2 separate regions of the Zea mays genome follow, and region 1 is linked to region 2. Evidence: chromatin contacts called from public Hi-C data. All regions are on one chromosome and are shown on one strand. Each heading gives the region's core, a stretch centred on a gene start, on an enhancer-like site or on the middle of the called end of the contact. The rest is flanking DNA. Distances are from core to core; before and after follow the strand shown. Region 1 holds the start of LOC103632335. Region 2 holds the start of LOC100276344.

Region 1 (6,851 bases), core at 323-2,822, 320 kb after region 2:
AACTTCATAAATCATGGAACCAAAACTCATCTGTCACAACTCACAATGACTACCTTAGTGCTTCGACAAGATGTTGGAGCTCAATGATCCTGACCTGGGATTCCTTCATGGTATTCTCGAGAGCCCCTGCCTGCAATGTTGATTGTGAAACAAACAACTTAGGCCCTATACAGGTTCAGGAACTGTCAGTTCCATGTATAGTAGCATCAATTGAACTTACCAGGGTATAGACCTCGTCCTTCTCCACATTCCCTGGCCCGTGCACCTTTCGCTCATCAAGCCCAATCTCAATGCCAGCTTCCCTCAGTCCATCCTCTGCAACCTTTAACACCTCACTGGTGGTTGCCTGCAGCGCGCTCCGGAGCAGCACACTAATGTGCTCCTTCTCTTTAATCAGTTCATCCACCCTGTCCTCCAAACGCATCAGCTTGCTCTCCTTGTCATTGATACAAGCTCCGACCTTCTCAAGGGCCATTGCCGCAAGCTCATAGGCCAATTTCGTCCCTTCCAGAGACACCTTAAGGCTCTCCTCAACGTCAGACTCCTTCCAGACAAAAACCGAATCGGACAGGGCACTGGCAGCTTCAGCATCGACCAGCTTGACCACCTGCCGCATCTCGTGGTACAGCTTCGAGGTGCATTCGATCTGCTCCGCCAGCACGGGCCTCTGGGCATCGAGCTTCCCCTCGAGAGAGGTGATTTTGTCACGGAGCTCGGAGATCTCAGCTTCTCGCTGGGAGAGTGACTTGGAGAGGGATTCGCCCTCGGCAGACCTGGATGCGAGCGACGCCTCGAGCTCAGAGACCTCGATGGCGATCTGGTAGTTGCGGTGTTCCATCTGCTCGCGCGCGCGATCGCGGTCGCGGTTAGCAGCGTTGATCTGGGCTAGGAGGTCGTCCACGATGTCGTTGGCGCGCTTGAGGACGCCGTACGCGAGGGCCGGGAGGCCGGAGGAGTACTTCTGGGAGGTGGGGAGCGGGGCGGCGGCCGCGGAAGGGGAGGCCTTGGCGGAGATCCTCTCGAAGCCGGAGGAGAGCATGGAGGAGGCGGTGGTGGCCTCGGCCTGGAGCGCGGCGAGGGACCGCGCGGAGTCCGCGGCCTCGGCGGTGAGGGCGTCGCTCTTGCGGAGCACGTCCTGCGCGAAGGCCTTGTAGCGGGCGACGCGGGACTCGGCCCCCGCGATGGAGGCCTCGGCTGCGTGGCGGAGGCGGCGCTCCTCCTCGAGCTCCGCGGCCAGGGCCAGCAGCCGCTGCTGTTGTGCCTGGGCATCGGACTGTGGCAGGGGTTGGGCTTGCGGTAGGGTTTTGTGGGAGGAGGCAGAAGAGATGGAGGGGGATGATGATGGGAGAAGGTCCTCGTCGACGTCCGAGAGGACGGCAGCGTCGTCGTGGTCGGCCATGGCGTCGGAATTGGCCGGCTATGGGCTCCGCGGCCAGTCGACTGGCGAGGATCCCAATCCGACGGGGAGGGTGTCCTACTTGCGACGTCGCAGCCTCGCAGGGTCGGTGTATTTCTATTGGACGGGAGCCGGGCACAGCAGGGTGGGAACGTGACCGGGCCCCGCTGTGGCAATTTTCTTTTTTGGTCAATTTTCTCTGCACACAAGGACGAACTGCTGTGTTGAACTGTTTGGACTGGTGGAAAGATACTGGTGGCACGGCGGCGAGTTGGAAGTAGAACGGAATATTTGTATTGTATACCGATGTTTCCGCAGAAGTGCCAATACGGCAATACACATCAGCAGCAACGTCGCAAATAAACGTGCGGGTGTTTGTTTCGATTAAGCTAATAATAGTAATTTAGACATATATCAACTAAGCTAATTTAATTCAGTTTTATATCAAATATATTTATATATTATTATTAGCAAGTTATCGGAGATATTTATATGCTATATTTTTATTATATAGGAGTGAGTCAAAGAGTGTCCTATAATTTGTAAACTAGAAATAAATTCTATTAAGATATAAAATTATTTTTCATCATATACCGCATGAATTTGAGATATGGTTATATCTGAATTTTGGGAAGTGGTGGAATATTAAATTTCAAACTAAATAGGTTAATTTATTAAGTAAAGTACAATTCCTTCAAAATGAATGGATCCAAACGCTTCGTAATTTCCATCATGTGCCGCTAGAAACCGCGGACTGTTAAATATTTAGTTTTTCAACCTATTTTTTTTAGAACCGTTTTGGTAAAAATTGTCTAAATCAATGTAAACATAGAATCGAGAGAGTTATTAATAAAGTAGGAATTCATCACTTTCTAGATTTTAAACCCTATGAACATATTTATTTTCCTTGGTCACTTTTCTGCACATAATAATGTTCTCGATAATCAACGTGACATGCTTAGGTTAACTTGATGGGACCTAATAGATTACTCTAGTTTTGTTTATCCTACACCTTGCAAACAAATGAACTATTAGGTAGTATTGTTATTGCTCTACCTGACTTTGGAATAATGCTATATATGAATTATGATCATGTTTTATCATTATTGCTAGATTGTTTATTGTTCATGACAATATTATTGTGTTAATTGAAATATGGAGCTTAACCTGAGATAACAGTGCTAGTGGAATGGGACGCCCTTGACTGACTAATTAGTAAAGCTAGTGGAGGACTACATTACCTGAAAGGGGCAATCATGGTATGAGGAGCTACCAGTATATGGAGGTTCTCGGGTCGATCATGTTGCGATGGCTTTTTGGACGAGGGATTCCTATATAATGAACTATTAGGTTTTCTAAAGCTAGTGGAACTTTGTAAAGGCCTCGTAGTGGGACCTTGCCTCGTCTCCTCGGTAGAGATGAATGGAAAGTCGTGATCACTTGGCTAATGGGTAACATGACTTGTGGGTAAAGGGTACAACCTCTGTATAGTGTAAAATTAGTATATAAAATCGTGCTCATGGTCAAGAGCGACTCAAGACTCTCACATGATTAATTTATGGAATTAAATTTAATCTATCATTTGCATTGCATTATGGGATTTATTATTAATTGTGATCAATTTCTTAATTGGGTTGTAATTTACTTACACTTAGTAATTACTAATAGATTTTTGACCAATTTTAAAAGTAATGCTCAGCCTTAACCATTCCTGTTGATAAGCCTTACACTTCACATGAGCCCCACTGTAAGTGAGCTCATTCACATTATTCCCCACAACTTGTTGAGAGATAAATGTATGTGAACTCACCCTTGCTAAACTCACACCAGGTCAAGAATAGGTATCGCAAGATGAGGAGCATGAAGGATGCTACGATGAGTTCGAGAGAGGTCTCGGTCGTCGTCTCCCAGTCAACTATACTTGCGAAGGATCGTTGTCATCGTATGATGTATTTATTTAGCTATTTTGTATAAAACCTCTATTATATAATAAAGATGTGATGTTGATTTATGTACCATGAGTCATCGTATGTGTGAGACTTGATCCTAGCACACATTTGAGATGCGTCTAGATTTGTCCTTAAATCCGGGTGTGACATCAATTCATGAGCATCAATAAATATATCATTATCATTACTCACGATAGCAAGGTAAACATCTCTAGTAAAAGCATCAACTAAGATGTTGCAAGCATGATGATTAAGAGTCAAGCATCTTAGTTCCTTCTTAGAGGTATTTTTACTAATCTTACAAGGCAAAATACACTTATTAAAAATCTGTCTTAAACCAAGATCAATCCTTATGAAAGCATTAAGAATAGAGATAGACCATGATGCATAGTTTGAACCATAGCCAAGTAGAAGTTCTAGAGTTACCTCTTTATACGACATCGTCATCTCTGAACGGCTAAGACCACACTGGATAGCCTAGCTCTGATACCAACTGAAAGTTCCCTTTGCCTAGAAACACAGATTTGTATGTCGCCTAGAGGGGAGGTGAATACGAAAATAAAAGTTTAACCCAAAAACTTTGAACTTATTACTCTACTCGAGGTATGGATTGCAGCGGAATGAAGTTGACTCGAGTAGATCACAACGGAATACCAGTATTTGTCTTAAAAGATAAGTATAGAAGTGCAAATCAAATCAAATAGGAGACAAAGAATAAAATAGATCAAAACAGAGACAAGTGACACATGGATTTATGTCACACCCAGATTTAAGGGATAAAGCCGGGTGCATCTCATATATGCACCAAAGAAAACAACACATATAATAACAGAGTGTATAGAGATAAATATCACAACATCATCAGAGTACTTATTACATAGTGGAAGTCTTACAAAATAAAAGATAAATATAAAACGAACTAAAGTTGACATCCCAATTTTCAAACCCGAGGTTTGGAACTCTAATCTAACCCCCCCTTCCTTATTTATTTTATCCCTAGGTCTTCTCATCATATGCATATACTTTGTGTGATTAGAAGCACCTCACTTAGATTTTATTTTCTAGCACCTAAGACTATCTAGTAAATTAATTCTTCAAAAGAAAAGGGATGCAAAAATAGAAATAGAATTTGGAAAATAAAAAGAAAAAGAGAAACCCTTTCCCCCCCTAGCTGGGCCGTTTCCAGCCCACCCCGCGGCCGCTTCCCCCTCTCGCGCTCGTGACACCCTCCCCCTCGGCCCATCTCCGGCCCACTCCGCGCTCGCGCCTGCGCACCGCTGACGCGCCGTCCCCACTCGTCAGCCCCGCCCCCTCGCCCTTGCTCGCGATCGCTCCCACTGGTAGACTGGCCCCACGAGTCAGTCACCCCGTCGTCCTCGCCGCGTACGGCTTCATCGTGGTCACCTCCGGCCACCGTCCTCTTCCTCGCCCCGTCCCCTCGCTCATCCCCTCGCCGCACAGGAAAGTTTGGCACCGCCCTGTCCTCGCCGCAGCGGCCGCGTCCTTGCACAGCACCACCTGCCGTGCGGTCTTGTCGTCACCGCTGTGCGGCATTAACTCCGGCGATGTGCACCTCACCGGCGTCCGCCGAGCTCCACCGCTCCCCTCCCCTCGGGCGCCTATAAAAGGGTCGCCCCGAGCACTTCCTTGCCCCGCACCGGCCTCAGCCACCCCTCTTCCCCTTCGCCCGAGCTCAGTCGCGAAAGTGTCGTCGTCTTCTTCCCCTCCGGTAAGCCCTTCCCCCTCTTCTCCCTCCCCCTCTGGTGGTTCAGCAAGAAATTAGCTAGGCTCACCAGTCGCGCCACACTGCCGCGAGCTTGGAACGCCACTCCCCTACCCCAATCCCCGCACCAACCTCACCGTCGGCGACTCCCGCCGCGGAGCTCCGCCACCTCCCCGCGGTCAGCCCCCTCCCGACCTCCTCTGGCCAAATTGAGCCCGCCCCTAAGTTCACCAGCCCCTCCTCATGCTAGGGCGCCTACCTGTTACCCAAGAACCGGGTCACCGGCGGCGAATCTCTGTCGAGCCCACCGGCGGCCGGGTTCTCCCCCGCGGACGGCCGGTTCACCCCGCCGTCGATCGTTGGCGACGTCCCCCCCTCCCGCTCTCTCTCACGTGTGGGCCCCGCGGAGACGGCGTCACCCCTCGCGTGCCCGCACCGTCTTCCGCCTTGGGCCACAGCTGGGCCGGCGCAATCGCGCCCGCGTGCGCCCTGCGCCTAGCTAGACCAGATCCCCCCCGCGGCCCACCAGAGCTTAAATCCTTTTCTTTTTCTTTTTTCAGCCTTTTCTCCTTTAATTATTACTTCTCAATATTTTATGCACCAAAAAATATCAAAATAATTTCTAAAGTCACATGTAATAATAATGTTAGAAAATGACACACTCCAATTAGTAAACCACTATTGATGTATTGTTTATTGCCTGTTTTACTAGAAGAAGCGGGGACCGTCGATCCGGAACCTGTAACCCCGGAAGAAGGGCCGGAGCCCGATCTCCCGGAGGTAGACCTTTTGTGCCAGGAAAGCTTCGACGAAGGCAAGTCCATCCTTCCCTTGATGCATAAATTACCTATTCTTTCTACCACTACCTAGGTCGGGATTACAGGGTGGAATATTTGCATTGTGAGTAGAGAGATAGCCCGCATTAACATATATCTTTTGGATACAAAATATGGGATGGGAGAAAGGGCAGTGTGTTTCTTCAAAAGAGGTTTTTAGAAAAGGGATGTGCGATGAAGGGTATTCACCCTCATCACCTTGGGAGTGGGATGATCAGGGACTCCCTGGTTTAGGGGAGAGCCTGAGGTGTTGGCTCAGCTGGTTTAGGCGTGAGCAGAAGGATTGTCCCCTCATATAAGGACCGGTTTGTCATCTTCACTACCTGTACTCTTTAATAGTACAACCACTCGAGACTGTGTGGGCAGTCACTCAATCTGAACTCATACGGTCCAACCCCAGGGTTATGAAGGCTGGGGAGCACCGGGAGGATAAGGAGGGGGAATGTTTTGTCTGGTTTGGACATGGCGGTGGCCTGACTCCTTCCGGTATAACCGTTAAGGTTAGGACGTGCGAGGAAAGAAAGAGATCCGGCATTCGGGTCTCGCGACGGTGAGATCGCAGAAACCGGACTAGTGGGTAAAGTGTACCCCTCTGCGTAGAGTTGAAACCTATTCGAATAGTTCGTGTCCACTGGTATGGACGAGTCTGGTGTGGTATGACAATTAGAGATTTTTACAACCTCCGGGAACAGGGAAATGTGTGTGTGAGTGTGTATTGAAAATTAAAACAAGGCCACGGGAGCAGGAAGCTCAGTGGTGGTTGAGTATTGTGTTATTTGTATTTCCTTGGGAAAACCCTACATAAACTGCCTTTCTCTGAGAAAAGAAGAGTGGCTTTAACTCCACCATATAAAGCATGTATGATATAGGTCTCTTTCTCTTTACGGTAGCGGGATGGGCTTGCGGAATACCTAGTGTATTCACCCAGATTTATTTATGTTTTTCAG
Region 2 (6,646 bases), core at 2,497-4,996:
CCTTGGCCAAACAAAAACTTGCAGCAGGTATAAACAGTTAACCAGTGTGTAACAGCGTCGGAGACCGAGGTTTCAAGGAGTTAGAGGGCAGTACAGTACAAGTAAGCTCATGCTTTTGTTCTGCTAGAATGACGTGCCTTTATGAACCAGCAATACAATTTTAACGGTTTTGTGGTTTACACTTGCATATGTCAGTGTAAGTAGATTATACAAAATTTTCTCAAAGGGCTATAATAAATAAAGATATTGTTCTGATTATACTTCAAATTACAGCTGGCGAACACATGCAATGTCAAGCACACAACAGGAGAACAGAACACATCTTAGATGAAACAGAAGATATTATGCTTATTAGGTGCAACAAATACCTTAGTGCCACGCCATATATATTCATTAAGTGGCACATGCATCATGTGATTGAGTGCAACAAAGCCGACGATGGTGTAATCTTATACGCTTGATTCTATCCACAGCCTCTACACAAGTTCTAGTGAATGGCATTCCTGGTAGAACTATTGATCACCTTCGTGGCCTCCGGCAAGGCGATCCCCTCTCTCCTTTGCTTTTTATTCTAGTCATGGATGTGCTCAATTCCCTGATTCAAATGACTTCCAGGAATAACCTGATATCCTGTCATGTTCTATTGGGAGTTTTCCTTGTGCTATATTGGAATCCCCCTGACCATCCATAAACCCTCTAGGGCTGATCTAGCACCGCTGATTGATAAGGTTGCAAATAAGTTATCAGGTTGGAAGGCCTCTGTTAAGCAAGGCTGGAAGGTTGGTTCTTGTCAAATCTGTAATTTCAGCAACTCCCATTCATCTGATGCTTGCCTTAGATTTGCCCAAATGGTTCTTTAAGGCCATTGATAACAGGAGAAAGGGTTTCCTCTGGAAAGAACATGAACAAACCAATGTGGCGATTGCTTGGTATCTTGGGATAAGGTGCAAAGAGCATCCATGTTTGGTGGTCTTGGGGTTCATGATATGGAAAGAATGAGCTGGGCTTTGTGCATCCGCTGGTTATGGTCCCTGAAAGTGGACCCCCCTCAAACCATGGTATGGACTTCCTATCCATATCCCAAAACAAGCCCAAGCTTTATTTGGTATGGCTGTCACAGTATCTATTGGTAATGGGGATTCTTCCAAACAATGTTTTCAAGTCGGACGACTTACTGGTCGTTCTGGCTGACCAACTTGGGTGATTAATCACGATTATTAATCAAACGACTTGGTGATTAATCATGATTGGTCGAAACCAACTTGGACGATTAATCATGACTTATCGCAATTAATTGGACGACTTGAAAACATTGCTTCCAAATTTTGAAAAGACAGGTGCTTGCAGGGGACGAATGTGGCTGATTTAGCCCCAAACCTTATTCATGCACCCCAAGAGAATAATCAAAAGGCGTACAATAAGTCAGACATTATTTAACAGAAACTGGGTGTCCGATATCAAGGGGGGCCTAACAGTTCAAGTGTTGGTGGAATATCTCAGAGTTTAGGAACTTATGGAGGGTATTGTGTTGTATCCGGATATCCCTGATAATTTTTATTGGAAGCTCTCTCCTTCTGGACAATATTGCCCATGTTTGTTTCAGCTTTTTTGCTGATTGTGGCCGATAGAAGCTGCTGCAAACTGCCAAACACCCAGTCTTTCAGCCACCCTTCTATGAGAATCGTTTTGGTGAAAATCGTCCAAATCAACGTGAACACAGAATTGGCCGAGTCGTCGCAATAGAAGTAATCCGTCACTTCTTAGATCCTAAAACCTATGGACTTCATATTCCTCCGCATGTAATCCCCACGATACTCAGATTTTCCTCACAACTAGATTCTTAGAAAAGCTCATCAGACTAACACTGAACCAAACAAGCCCATTCTAGTTAATCAGCCTACAGTTCGATATTTATCGGATCCATTAGATTCTCATCCTGGAAGCGGATTTGGAAAATTTGGGCTCCTGCAAGTTGCAAGTTCTTCATTTGGTTGGCTCTTAACAAGTCCACATCAGCCTGCTTGCCCACTCTGTGATCAACAGATAGAATCTATCAATCATGTGCTTGTCTCTTGTGTGTTTGCAAGAGAGATCTGGAGTATTGTGCTTCATAAAGTCATCCCGGGTGTCACATCGACCACCACCGAGAGTCGCTTTATAAGGTGTTTGGTTTGAGAAATGAGCTAGTCCATCATCTTCTCACTCCTCACTTTTTTGTTTGGTTTGTGGAATGGATTGAGTTGATCCATCATCACCTCATTCCTTATAGTTATTTAGTTAGTACTAATGTGAGGAATGAGGTCATCCCACCAAATTTGAGGAATGAATACATGATGCACCACCACATTTTGGATGGAGTGATTCCTCAAACCAAACACCCCCTTAACTCTTGGTGGTGCCGAGTTTCTGCAACCTTGTCTAAGGAAGAGAAGAGGTTTAACTCTTTTAATGGTGTTACTAGCATGGGAAATTTGAAAACATAGGAATGCTTGCGTTTTCCAGGGTATAAGGCCTGCTGTACAAAGTATTGTGTTGTCTATATTGGCTGAAGGACAACTTTGGTGCCTGGCTAGGGCTTCTATCCTCCAGGATCTAGTCCATAAGGCTGCGCCTCTTAGGTCGTTTCTAGGGGCAATATTGGTTGTAATTACACCCCTCCCCCTGAGGCCCTGAGGGTGTATAATTTTTTCAGTGGACCTCTTTTTTCTTCTTAATGAAATAACGCACAATTCTCCTGCGTGGTTCAAAAAAATGCAGCACTAGATATAACCAAAAAGGCACAAGACACAACTTAAACAGAGTGAAGAGAAGCACCGATTTTTCGAGAATTAGGTCTATTGCGACTCACTAATGCACCTAAACGTAGCAGAACCACACCCTATTGAAGAAAGGGGAGCTTGGCATCTAGGTGCATCCTACAGAAACAGAAGTCACTTAAGCACAACAGTACATCAAGAAAGCAGGACATGACGAAAAGATTGGAGACCGATATATTGAGCAACGCAACATTTCCATTTGCATACAGTAACTAACAAGGGGCTTAACAAACGTTTGTCTCGTTGTGGAACATGATCCTTGTCGAAACCAACCAAAATCTTCTAACACAGTGAGCGGGCTACAGAAAATGTGATCAAAACCAGTTATTCATTACACAGCCCTCTTGTCATTCACCCGTATCTCCTTTCTGTCTTGCTCTACGGATCAACCGAAGGAGAGATGAAATCACTGGACGCAACTCAATGACAAGGTGTCTAACCGGAGAGGAGAGAGCCCTCATGTCTGGCGGCGAAGTCGCTTCCGGAGCTTGCGGAGCTTGTGCTTGTTCATCTTACGCTTGCGCTTCTTCTTCACGCTGTCCGCCCACACCTCCGCCGCCCCTGGGCCGGCCTCGTCCCTTGCACCCCCAATCGGATCTAGGCACGGGTGTGCCTGGAGGCCCGGGTGGAAGGAGAAGAGCGCGTCGCGGAGAATCCCGGATGGCGTTTGGGCCGGCGTCGAGGTCGGGAGTGCAAGAGCCGGGGCTGGTGCTGGGGCTAGGGTGGGGCCTTGCTGCAGATGTGGCGCGAGGCGGGATAGGAGCGTGTTAAAGGGCAGCGGCGGCGGGTCACGGAGGCGGAGGAACAGCCGGCGGAGCGGCGCTGCGGCTGAGCCGGCGGCGGCCATGGGAGACGTGGGAGGAGCGGAGGGTTTCCTTGGGAATGGAAGCTGGCTGGGCTGGGCTGATGCTTGTTACATTATTGTGTTGATGGTCTGCTTGATTCGTCGGGTCCAGTCGAATCGGGGCTTGTGGTGCGTCTGGTCTCTGGCCCAACTTGCTGCGGTTCGATATTTTAATTTCTGTTTTTTCTTACAACTATGAAATTTCAGGTGTATTTGAACGATTTTGACATTAATTGAATCCAAATGAGAAAAACGAATACCATTCACATGGTAGCAAGTTATTATTATCACAATATGCACCATCCAAGTGTACGTTTATCATCACAATCTATGCTTCCAAAGACTAACACGTTCACATGCATGACTTGAAAGACTGTAAGACGGTATCCAGCAACGTCCTCTAAATTTCATCCTCTAAAGAAATATTCTCTGTCGTTTACAACATTCTCTAAAAGATTCAGTCTTCTATATCTTCTGCACCTTCAGCAACGTCCTTTAAATTTGGTCCTCTATATCTTCTATATCTAAAGTAATAACCGATTGTATAAACTAGTTTCTTTATTCTCCATTTCGCATAGAAACAAAATTTTAATTCTATTTTTCATGAAAAACAAACGTAATTAACATTGTTCACTATGACAGTTTTGTGAACTTATATTAATTATGAAAACAAATATCTACAATTTTTGTGAACGTATACTAGAAATTAAAGTTCGTATTTTTTTATCACATCACATATATTTCCTCAAACACCTGTCGAGCTCTCCCATTCATTTAAATAAATATTTTTTCACCCTCATCACACGCTACACCAAGCAGCAGCAGATCTGCAGTCTCCTCGCTGCCATGTTCGCGCCGCCTCCTCGTAGCAGCTCTCTAGTGTCCTCGTCGCTGCCCCCCGTGCTCCCAACCCCGGCAACAACCTCCCGTTCGTTCGAGTCTGTGGGCACGACAAACTTCACTGCCGACGGGGACATGGCTCACCGACGGGATCGAGTATCCGGGCACCGTCCACGGCTCGCCGATGGGGACCGGGCTCGCCCCGGCTGTGCGCTAGCTTGGGGTCCTCGGTCGTCGGACGTCGACGGCCTCCCCTGCGAGAACGAGGGAAATCTCCGAGCGGACGCGCGAAGGAGCCGACACAGGAGATAGCGGACGCTCGTACAACCTCTACAAATGGCGGACGAACCTCACCCTCTATATTTTAGAGGAGCATTTACCGTCTATTGCTGGATGGATGCAGAAGCTCACGAACCTGTAAATATAGAGTACCGGACCTTATACAGGTCCTTGTTGGAGACAGCCTAATAGCTGAAACAACTCTTGAATGAAAAGCAAGGCACACTACCAATAAAGATTTTTTGGAAGGCGTGCCTCATAATTAACAAAGGAGAGCATAAATAGGTGCTATGGAGGAGTTGCCCGAAAAAAAGCATATCTCTTTAATAATTAACCCGTCTGTATTAATAATTTAACAGAGAGAGGTGTCTTACTACCCAAAACATGTTTTAACTATAAGGGTAATTTTTTTAGATGTGGCTTAATAGAAAAAGCCATCTTCAAAAATGGTTTTCGAAACCAGCTGCACCTAGATATCCATTTTAAAGACGGCTAATATTTCCAGTCATATATAAAAATATCCTTATTTTTAGAGACGAAGGGGTAGATCTGCCTCAAAATATTGACTTGCAAAGACATCCGAGTCTAGAGCCACATCTCCGTAAATCAATTTTTTAGAGACAACTAGATTTAAAGCCATCTATATATAGAAATAAGTTATCTAAACATAGTTGCAGTAAGTTTTTTCAGACGGTCGCACCTGGTTTTAAAGACAAAATTGAGTCTACTATACATGTAGATCAAGAATCATATACATAGTGACGTCATACAGAGGATTATATAGAAGTACAATACTTTATCAGTAGTGAAAGAGTATTATTACATAACCATAAATGTTTAGTACAATCCACCAATAGACCATCCTACAACCGACTGGTTGATCGCATGTCTAGAATCCATCCTAATCCTGGAACTCTTGGGTTCAAGACACATGTACTCCTCCATCTGAGTAAAAGATACATAGGGTGGGGGTGGAAAAAGGTAAGGGCGAGTACTTTCACACTTAACAAGTATCCGATTATTTGGTAGGTAGGTTGGCTATATAGTGGACTTGGCTCAAGCGATTGCTTTTAGTTGGTGAAATTTTATTTTTACTTGCAAAGCATTTTAATCCCTTTCTGATAGAACATTTATCATGTAAATATCATTACAGCCCAATAACTTTATGTTTATTGCATCCCACAATGAAGCATTTATCAAGTCTAATGGTGAATCATTACAGTAAAATTTGGAAATCGTTGATTGCATCCCACAATAAACCATTCACCAAGTCTCATGGTAAACCTTTTGAAAACCATCGCGAGTATCAACCCATCGATATTTTGCCTTTGTAAACACTAATCCATGAGAGCCCAAGATCGCTCTTAACCATGAGCATGACTGATTAACCAGTTTTACACTCTATAGATGTTGTACAACTTTACCCACAAGTTTTGTTACCCGACTACCAGGGTTTGCAAGACCCATACACCTCTTCTAAGGAGGTGAGACAGGGTTCACTATGATACCTTTACAAAAGATCCCCTATGCATTTAGTTTTATGACAAAATATTTGGAGGCAGTTTCTCATAATATCTCTCCACACACTACCTCACACGTAGGCCTTCTAGGGACATCAACCCCACCACCTAGTCAACTATAGGTGTTGGTCACTTCATTTTAATCCCCTAAAGGTATCAAAAATCAAGGCAACACAAACATGTTATGGTTCATACTCATCCCTCCTTTTATCGTTCTCGGGGAGAAGATAAAATGAAGGAACGAAGGTAAAAATTAGCTCAAATGAATGAACCATTAAGCGTAAACAATGACATAACATGATGATTGCAAGAGATTAAATAATAAGACATGTAATTCATATAAGAGA

The links. A called contact is a pair of places that touch in the nucleus more often than the background predicts.
Region 1: a contact with region 2 is called in a Hi-C map of leaf, with 6 times the contacts expected there. The contact joins the promoter of LOC103632335 here to the promoter of LOC100276344 in region 2. A contact is called at or near these places in 3 of 25 Hi-C or Micro-C datasets (ear, leaf and tassel).

Annotation. Positions count from the first base shown.
Region 1 is chr7:47,796,624-47,803,474 of Zm-B73-REFERENCE-NAM-5.0, forward strand. It overlaps LOC103632335, which reads right to left and starts at 1,573. Exons shown (of 5, transcript XM_008654146.2): 1 at 221-1,573; 2 at 54-130. The coding sequence starts at 1,399.
Region 2 is chr7:47,476,004-47,482,649 of Zm-B73-REFERENCE-NAM-5.0, forward strand. LOC100276344 reads right to left here and starts at 3,747. Exons shown (of 1, transcript NM_001150154.1): 1 at 2,968-3,747. The coding sequence starts at 3,663. The coding sequence ends at 3,274.